2 separate regions of the Mus musculus genome follow, and region 1 is linked to region 2. Evidence: chromatin contacts called from public Micro-C data. All regions are on one chromosome and are shown on one strand. Each heading gives the region's core, a stretch centred on a gene start, on an enhancer-like site or on the middle of the called end of the contact. The rest is flanking DNA. Distances are from core to core; before and after follow the strand shown. Region 1 has its middle 22 kb from the start of Gm40913. Region 2 overlaps Fars2 (phenylalanine-tRNA synthetase 2 (mitochondrial)).

The links. A called contact is a pair of places that touch in the nucleus more often than the background predicts.
Region 1: a contact with region 2 is called in a Micro-C map of granulosa cells, with 2.2 times the contacts expected there. The contact joins two enhancer-like sites. A contact is called at or near these places in 7 of 484 Hi-C or Micro-C datasets (bone marrow-derived macrophages, cerebellum, granulosa cells and 3 more) and 7 of 115 datasets of contacts at active chromatin or transcription factors (CD8 T cells, differentiating embryonic stem cells, embryonic stem cells and 3 more).

What each region holds. Positions count from the first base shown.
Region 1 is chr13:37,310,104-37,314,126 of GRCm38.p6, reverse strand. No RefSeq gene overlaps it. Among named protein-coding and RNA genes, the nearest start is that of Gm40913, 22 kb to the left of the region's middle. RefSeq lists an enhancer at 317-3,161. Within about 2 kb of position 1,411, at least 95 of the 459 cell types and tissues checked have an H3K27ac peak or open chromatin away from gene starts, as enhancers often do. A contact at or near this core is called in granulosa cells, where this site is marked.
Region 2 is chr13:36,461,583-36,465,207 of GRCm38.p6, reverse strand. The region is part of intron 6 of Fars2 (phenylalanine-tRNA synthetase 2 (mitochondrial)); the gene reads right to left. Among named protein-coding and RNA genes, the nearest start is that of Gm46409, 150 kb to the left of the region's middle. Within about 2 kb of position 1,342, at least 23 of the 459 cell types and tissues checked have an H3K27ac peak or open chromatin away from gene starts, as enhancers often do. A contact at or near this core is called in granulosa cells, where this site is marked.

The DNA.
Region 1 (4,023 bases), core at 162-2,661, 850 kb before region 2:
TCTCTTTTCTTGGATAAAAATTGGTCAATCTTTTTTTTTTTTTTTTGCCTTTTATTGGAATTTCTGGGAAGCTTATGTGAAATGTTACATTTTTCAATCTTTCATTGTTACTAGCATTTAAAACTTTTAAAAATCCCCTTTCTGTCTTCTTACTATTCCCTTTCTTGTGTATACAATATGTATTCACATATATAGTCATATATATATTTATTCTTGTACACACACACATATATAAAATGCATTCAGTATTTTTATCCATTCTTCTGAGAATGCTAGTAGCCATTCTTTCTGTACATTTTCTTAGGGGCTTCTTCTTCCCCACCCCTGTTTACTTGCAGGCAGTAGTTTGTGTTGCAGGTAAAAGCAGATACACAGGGTTTGCAAAAGATGAAAGGTTTTTTTTGTTTTGTTTTGTTTTGTGTTTTTGTTTTCTTGTTTTTCCTCCTCCGAAGTAAGAGAGAATAAAAGGCCAGGCAGTGACACAACTACTTTAAGGTAGAAGAGGCAACATTGAGGAGCAAGAGTGTCTGGAAAGTGGGAGGATCTGCTTCTGAACTAGCCAAGTATTGTACAGACACAAAGCTAAAGAGGAGAAGAAACTGAGAAGATCTGCAGTGCAGGAATCAACGCCGGCTCACCATCAAGCGGCACTGCGGTCTCACCTGAACCTTCAATGTGCAGCCAGCCCACTCAGCGACCTCAGGCCACCCTTTCTTCTTAGCCTTGGGTGGGACGAGGGGCAAGGCAGAATGGTGCTTGCTGTCAGTTGTTGGCTAGAGCTAAGGTGAGGGGCAAAGTGTTGAGGGATGCTGAGGACAGAAGTACAGAGGAGCAAGGGAGCTGGCTTTTCTATCCAGATCTGGTAAAGCAAAGAACAGAGGAGTGACTAAGGGAGCCAGGGAGATGCCTCTGAAGATGGGACCCTATGCTTATAGGCAGTGTGAAGCCTGTTCCTTAGTCTTGAAGGAATGGAAACTCAGAAGAATGCAAGCGGGCTCTGAACACACAGATGATTCTGCAGTTGAATTCCGGAGGGAGAAACACCTCGGGGAGGGGCTGTCAAGTGAACAACTTAGACGGACCCAGGAAAGATCACATAAGGAGTCCTGCTTCAAGACTGTCAAAGCCATTGGGTCTTTTAGGTTTAAATTCAATTCTGCAATGGGGTGAAATGTAAGGTATTAGTTTTAGGAAGGACCCTTGCTTACTTGGTGATTCACCTGTGAATAACAGCAAAACCCCAAATCCGAGAAACAATGCATCAGGCAATACTAGATCCGCAGCCAGCCAGCATCCCGCCCCTCAAGAAAAAAATTGCAGACCATGACATCATTCCTCTGGTCTCCCCACACCTGCTCGAGTCCCTCGATGATACCACCAGATGGCGATGTTGGCCTAAGTTGTAGTACATTCTCTAGTCCTGGGAAAGCCTGACCTGAATATAAAACTTCCCTAATCACCACATTTGATTCCCCAGCAGAACAGCACAAAAAAACCTACTGCGGATTCCAAAGAGGCCAACATGGCATCTCACTACATTGCGTGGTCCGCAGACCAGACATCGGTGCATATTAAAGTGTGATTGCAAGAAAACAACTTTAAAATTCAGAGTCCAGGAGTGGCCCCCCGCTCCCCCGCCTCCCGCGCCTAGTCTCGCTTTGCGCTCCCTACCCCCACCCACGGTCCAGCAATCTCGGACGTGAGGCTTTTCTGCAGCCGCAGCGGCATGGCTGGCAGTGTGGCGCGGAGGTGGCAAGCTCTAGGGACCCACGCAGCGTCTGTCTGTGCAGTGCCCAGATGGCAGGGGCTGGAGAGGCCTCCAGAAACCTGCAACTCAGTAGCATTTCCCCAACTGGATCTCTGTCATCCTCCCAGGCCACCCCAGCTCAAGAGAACCTACCCCATCCAGAACTTCAGGAGGCAGCTTGGGGCCAGCAAAGGTGGGAGGTGGTGGCATGAAAGTAAGGTCTAGTTAGGATGACCAGTCTCCAGGGTTAGAAGTTTTATAGCTTACAGGGCTTCCACGATCCCAGGTGCCCACCCAATTGGTATTGCTTCCACTAGTAGGTCGCGCCTTGTGTAGGACAGTGTATGATGGGCAAGATGGACCGCAGGCGCCTGCTAGAGAGTGACACTCTGGCTCCCAGTAGCTTGCACCAAAAGGTCCGATGACTGTCTCTGGTCCCCAGCAGTCAAACCTCGGTGGTACTTCTAGGCCTCATAGGCGCGTGCTCATGGCGCACGCACAAAGCCCAGCGGTGCAGTGCTCCCCGGCAGGCCTGGGCTGGCCCCCTCGAAGCGACCAGACGGTGTCTCACAGCGGGCTTGTCCCCGCCGAGGTCATCTGCTAGGCGCAGCTGGGCCGCGGAAAGTAAGAAGCTGATGAATTTTTCATCGCGATTCCCTTGGCTGTCGATCTGAAGGCAGTTTCTGGGGCAGCAGCCTTTAAGGACCTGTCTGTGCCAAGGGCAGCCCCTCCCCCACCGCTCTAATTACTGATAGACAGGAGAAGCTGGTCCCAGGTCCCCTCCTGCTCCTCCAGGGCGTGTCCTGGTCCCTCTGGCTTTGTTTGATTTCTGAGCATTGGGCGAGTGGGAAAGGAGGGATGAGGAAGAGCGCCTGTCTAGTTTAATAGCATGTGTAGACAACCTGCCTGGAAAAAGGAACACAGAGGTGCTCAGCTCTGACCTCCAGGAGTTTGCAGGGATCTGCGGGGATAAACTCACAAAATGGAGATGAAAGAGTCTAATGTGGGCCAAGGGCCGGGCTAGTGGGGCTGTGAGTGAGACCGGGGCTCAGGGAGAGACATGGGGAAGGGATAAGTTGAAAGGAAAGGACTCCAACACCCGGGCACAGGAAGGGGCAGAATGAGGGCGGGTCTAACTTTGCGCTCTCGAGGGGACCAGAGGCACACAGGTGCAAGGTGTGGACCTGGATCTACCCAACACATAGGTAGGCCTATCACAGGTCAGAAACCGGCCTTTTCTTGAAAATATGATACAGATATATCAGGAGAAGTCACTATTAGATAAGAACACTGAGGGGCTTTTTGTTCCTGAGTGGGGGAGGGGATGGGGAGGGTGGGAAAGGGTGGGGGAGCGTGGGGGAGGGCTGTGCCAGGTTTTTTTTTTTTTTTTTTGTCACACGGATTGTTTTTGCATAAATGTAAGTTAAAAATACACACTTACATACCATGCACACTGTTGTGTATGGAGATGGTCTCTAGAAATAGTTTTGTTTGTTTGTTTGTTTGTTTAAAAAGGTAATGCAGGTATTTCTAAATTTTGGTGAAATAAACAAAAGAATTCACCCAGAGTCACAATCTTTGTATATGTCCTTATTTTTTCCTTATCTTATTTATTTTTTCTGTGCAGACCTCGTTTCATTGAGACCATTTTTTGTAAGCGCAGTCATTCAATAAATGCTAATAAATAAGAGACCATAGCAGGAACATTCCCTTAATCTCTAAGTAGAGCTGGGCATGGTGGCTCCTGACTGAAATGCCTGCACCTGGAAGGTGGAGGGCGGAGAAGGAGGCTAAAGGCAGTGCTCTAGGCAGGGCTGAGCTCTGTGGAGTTAGAGGTGGAGTTCCGGACCTGGCAGAGCTGGGTGTGACTCTGCTTGAAGAAAGGAAAAGGTGGAAACATCTCAAGGTGCCTGAAGAGGCTTCTCATCTCACCTCCCAACGCTGAGCTGAATCGGAAACAGCTGGTGACAAGGAAGTTGTGGGGCCCAGCATTCCTAGCATCCTCCTCGCCCCCTCCCAGAGTCACCCCGCCCCCCCGCCCCCCCCCTCACATACTCACACCCTTACCAACCTCTTCCTCAGTGGTAGCTGCGGTTCTAGGACTGAGCAATTCCTCTCTACCTTCTATTCTGAAAACCTGTGCAGAGACTGGTAGCTTATCAAATGCGTTCTCATTGCTTTGCTCCTAGGTTTAATTGAATTAATTTTAACACCTGTTATACCTGCTACAAAGATCAAAAAACTGAGCCTCCATTAGAGTTTTCCTCTGAAACATT
Region 2 (3,625 bases), core at 93-2,592:
CTGGTCTACAAAGTGAGTTCCAGGACAGCCAGGACTATACAGAGAAACTCTGTCTCGAAAACAAACAAACAAACAAAAACAAACAAAAAAAAAGACAAAAAACAAAAAAGGAAAGAAAATACCTTTCCAGAGACTGTGCAAGGTAACTGTCAGGCATGGTTTTCTATGGGTAAGAGTAAAGTAATGAGATGTTACTATGTCAAAACAGCACAACTATAACTCTGTGTTAATATTTATTTTGCAAAGCAGATGAAATATAAGTTCTCTAGCATAAGTCCTAACAGAAAACAGCAGATAGGGACAAACTAGAATGCTGATTAACCTGCATTTGTGAGGATATTCATTTTTGATGGCAGAAACACACACACACACACACACACACACACACACACACACACGTACACACACACACGTACACATGCATGCATGACAGAAAGGGGAATATAGAAATAGGAGACTAACTTCTAGATTTGAGAAGATGGGTGGCAATCTGGTGGTCTGGTGACAATGCCAGTGATGTGGCCAATTATGACAGTTTGTACATCAGTACCAACATATAAGGATATGAACGCACACATGTATCATACCCCACTTAATCATAGTTGGCAAATTCAATATATTAGTATAGTATGAGAATAATGTAGCTCCTGCCATAACCTACTATAGAGTAAAATATTTTATTACTCCCCTACTAATGTTTAGGAATAAACTACTGCGATTCCCCAAATTAAATGGGACACTAAGTCCATTAGCTTCTACATAAGTTTGTACTTCCAAGTTTTCAAAAATCCCATTATGAAAGTCAACTTAGACTTTCCTGTACCCAGCCCATGTGTGGTACTGGCTGAGTACTTTGGTAGAATTTCTGATGGCCAGGAAGGGTACTTAGAAGCCAAGAGAGTGTGTGTGGTGTGACAGAGGACAGACCCAAGGCCAAGGCTGTGGCAAGTTTAAACAACTAGAGAAGGTGAACAGCAACCTCGGTGTGCAGCAGTCTCCTAGGGTGGTTTCTGTTCAGTCCAGGTATCACTCTCACTGCGCTACAAAGCATCCTAATATTTAGCCCTAATTCTTGTCCTTAACGTGGTCAGCTTCACCGTCATGAGGAACAGAAAACAGAGCACAGGCCTTGATCATGAACATGAGCTGCTTACAGAGACCAACACATTTGTCAAAATTGAGACACCCAAGTCTGATGCTCTGGATTCTTGGGGACTTTACCACACCACTGGTGGCTTCACTCTTGGAGGAGTCTTCCCCTGCTGCTGGTTTCAGCAGTGCTGGGGAGATAGCTGAGCCAGTGAGGGCTGGAGTGAGTCAGGGGATTTACTCAGATCAGAGTCAGCTCACCATATATGGTGCTTTCTAAAACACAGTGACCACTGCTGGGGCTGCAGTAACAGTGACCCCATCATGGATCTGGCAAACTTGCACTGAAACTGCACTGGGGAGGCTTGAGTGGGTGTTTTGGTCACACTGCTGTGATTAGTAGAGATAGGCCAGACCTGAGGGACAGATCTTAAGCTGCTGTCTTTCTGCTTTCTGGGGACTCTCTTCCCTACCCTGAATATACAGTCACTTAGATCAGGGAACTAGCAACTAATTCCAGGTGGAGCCAGAGATAAGAAAAACTGCCCCTCTGTCTCAGAAGGACTTTACCATTGCCCTGGTCACCTACTCCAAGTGGGCATCTACCTTGTCCCCTGATTCCTTGGTCCCTCCTTAGCATACTCTTTCTCCTCAGCCTTCAGCATGGCACCAACTCCCACCCCTGTCACTCCTGCCAGGCCAGGCCCTGCAGTGACCTCCACAGCTAACAGGCTCTAGCTGACCCTCCCTCCCTGAGTCTAACCCAGTGCACAGTAAGGATACATTTCAGGTCCTCCTCGGTTAGAGTCATAGCTGCCCTCGGGAACATCTTTGGGCAGGAATTCTACCACCACACCTTGCCTTGCTTTACGTTCAGTACATTAAGAATGGAAAACACACTGTCTATGAAAGTTTAAGATACGGAGAGTATTCAGTGCTTACTATTATATTGCTAGTATTTTCCTCTTCCATTAAATTATTTTCATTTCTCAGGCTTCCTCTATAACCTTTCAATACAAATGGACATTTTACATTGTTGCAACCACAGCCAGACACAGTGCTTTTCATTTTTCATTTATAACACTTTGACACTGTAAACCACTTCTTCCAATCCTTAATGGCCACATGGCATTCCATCAAGGTGATGCACTGTAAGTTACTCAAGTACTCTTCTCTTTGGGGCATTTCACTAACTTAGCTACTGAAGGTTCACGGAGAATAAAAGTGCTGCATAAGTCCAGGCAGTATGGGAATTGCCCTTTTAATAGACCTCACACCATATTTGACCAGGGACAGAGCAAATGCACACAGTCTGTCACTGGCAGCCTTAACTCCTACTCTTCTTCTTGCTGGTTTATGAGAACAAATGGTAGACTGTTGTCAGGAAGCTCTAAATCACTTCACAAATTATTAATGAAAGAATGACTTCAATTGCTGACTGAACGGAGTCACAGACTTAGGAAAAGGCACCAATGGAAGAGGGAAGAGCAGAAGGCAGCTACAGGGAGTCGGGGGAAGCTGAGGCAACTTTTCTAAGACCCAGGTCAGAGCCTGTTTTCCTTTCTGGATATCTTGAGAACACAGTCACAGTTTGGCAGCAGATGGGCTAAGCAAAGTCAGAGAGGAGGCGGGGACTGGGGGTGCTGGGGTTTCCATCTTACCCCGTGGAGATGCTTCCTAAGTGGCTGCAGGTCCTTGTTCATTTCTCAGGAGAGGATTTCATGTAGCTCAGGATGGCCTCAGTCCCCATGCACTCAGGGAGGCTGCTCTCCAACTCCTGGTCCTCCCTGCCTCCTCCTCCCAAGTGTGGGGGTGTAGGTGTGTGCCACCGCCCAAGTCTTCTTTGCCCTTTCATAGTTTATTTATGGATTGAAAATGAAATCACTACTATTTTAAACTGCATTTTTATGATCACTAGGCAGGTTGAACTTTTCAAAAAACTTTTCATTGATTCTTTGTGAGTGTTATATCATGTATTCCAGTACCACTCATTTCCCCGACTCTTTGTATCTACTCTCCACTCTTGCAGCCTTCCCCACAAAGAAAATTAAAAAACAAAAATAAAAACAAGAAAGAGACCAATCAAACAACAACAACAACAAAACCCATCTTGTCAGGGAAGCTGTATTGTGTCACAGTGTGCCCCACAGTATAAATTCTTTTGTTCACAGATCTTTACATGCAAATGTTCATTGCAATGAGTCTCTGGTCTGGTTCAAGGCTTCTGCTATACTATCAATACTGGAGTCTCATCAGGACTCCTCTTGGTTATCCTGCTGTTGCCCTGTTATGGAGTTCTTTTGGCTTTGGATCTGTAGGACTGGCCCTTTTACTCACTCCAGCAGTACATAGATGGGGTAGATGTTTATTTAGGTGGGCCACCTCAAAACCTTGGATCTGCGCCTGGGTGGTAGCTGAGCTGGTCAGCCCGCCAGCTCTCCCACATCATCAGAGAGAGCTCTCCAGCACTGCCCCAGGTTAGCTCACCCAATGCTGCAGGGGTAAGGGGAGGGGCCAGCTCTCAAGGCCTGCTCAC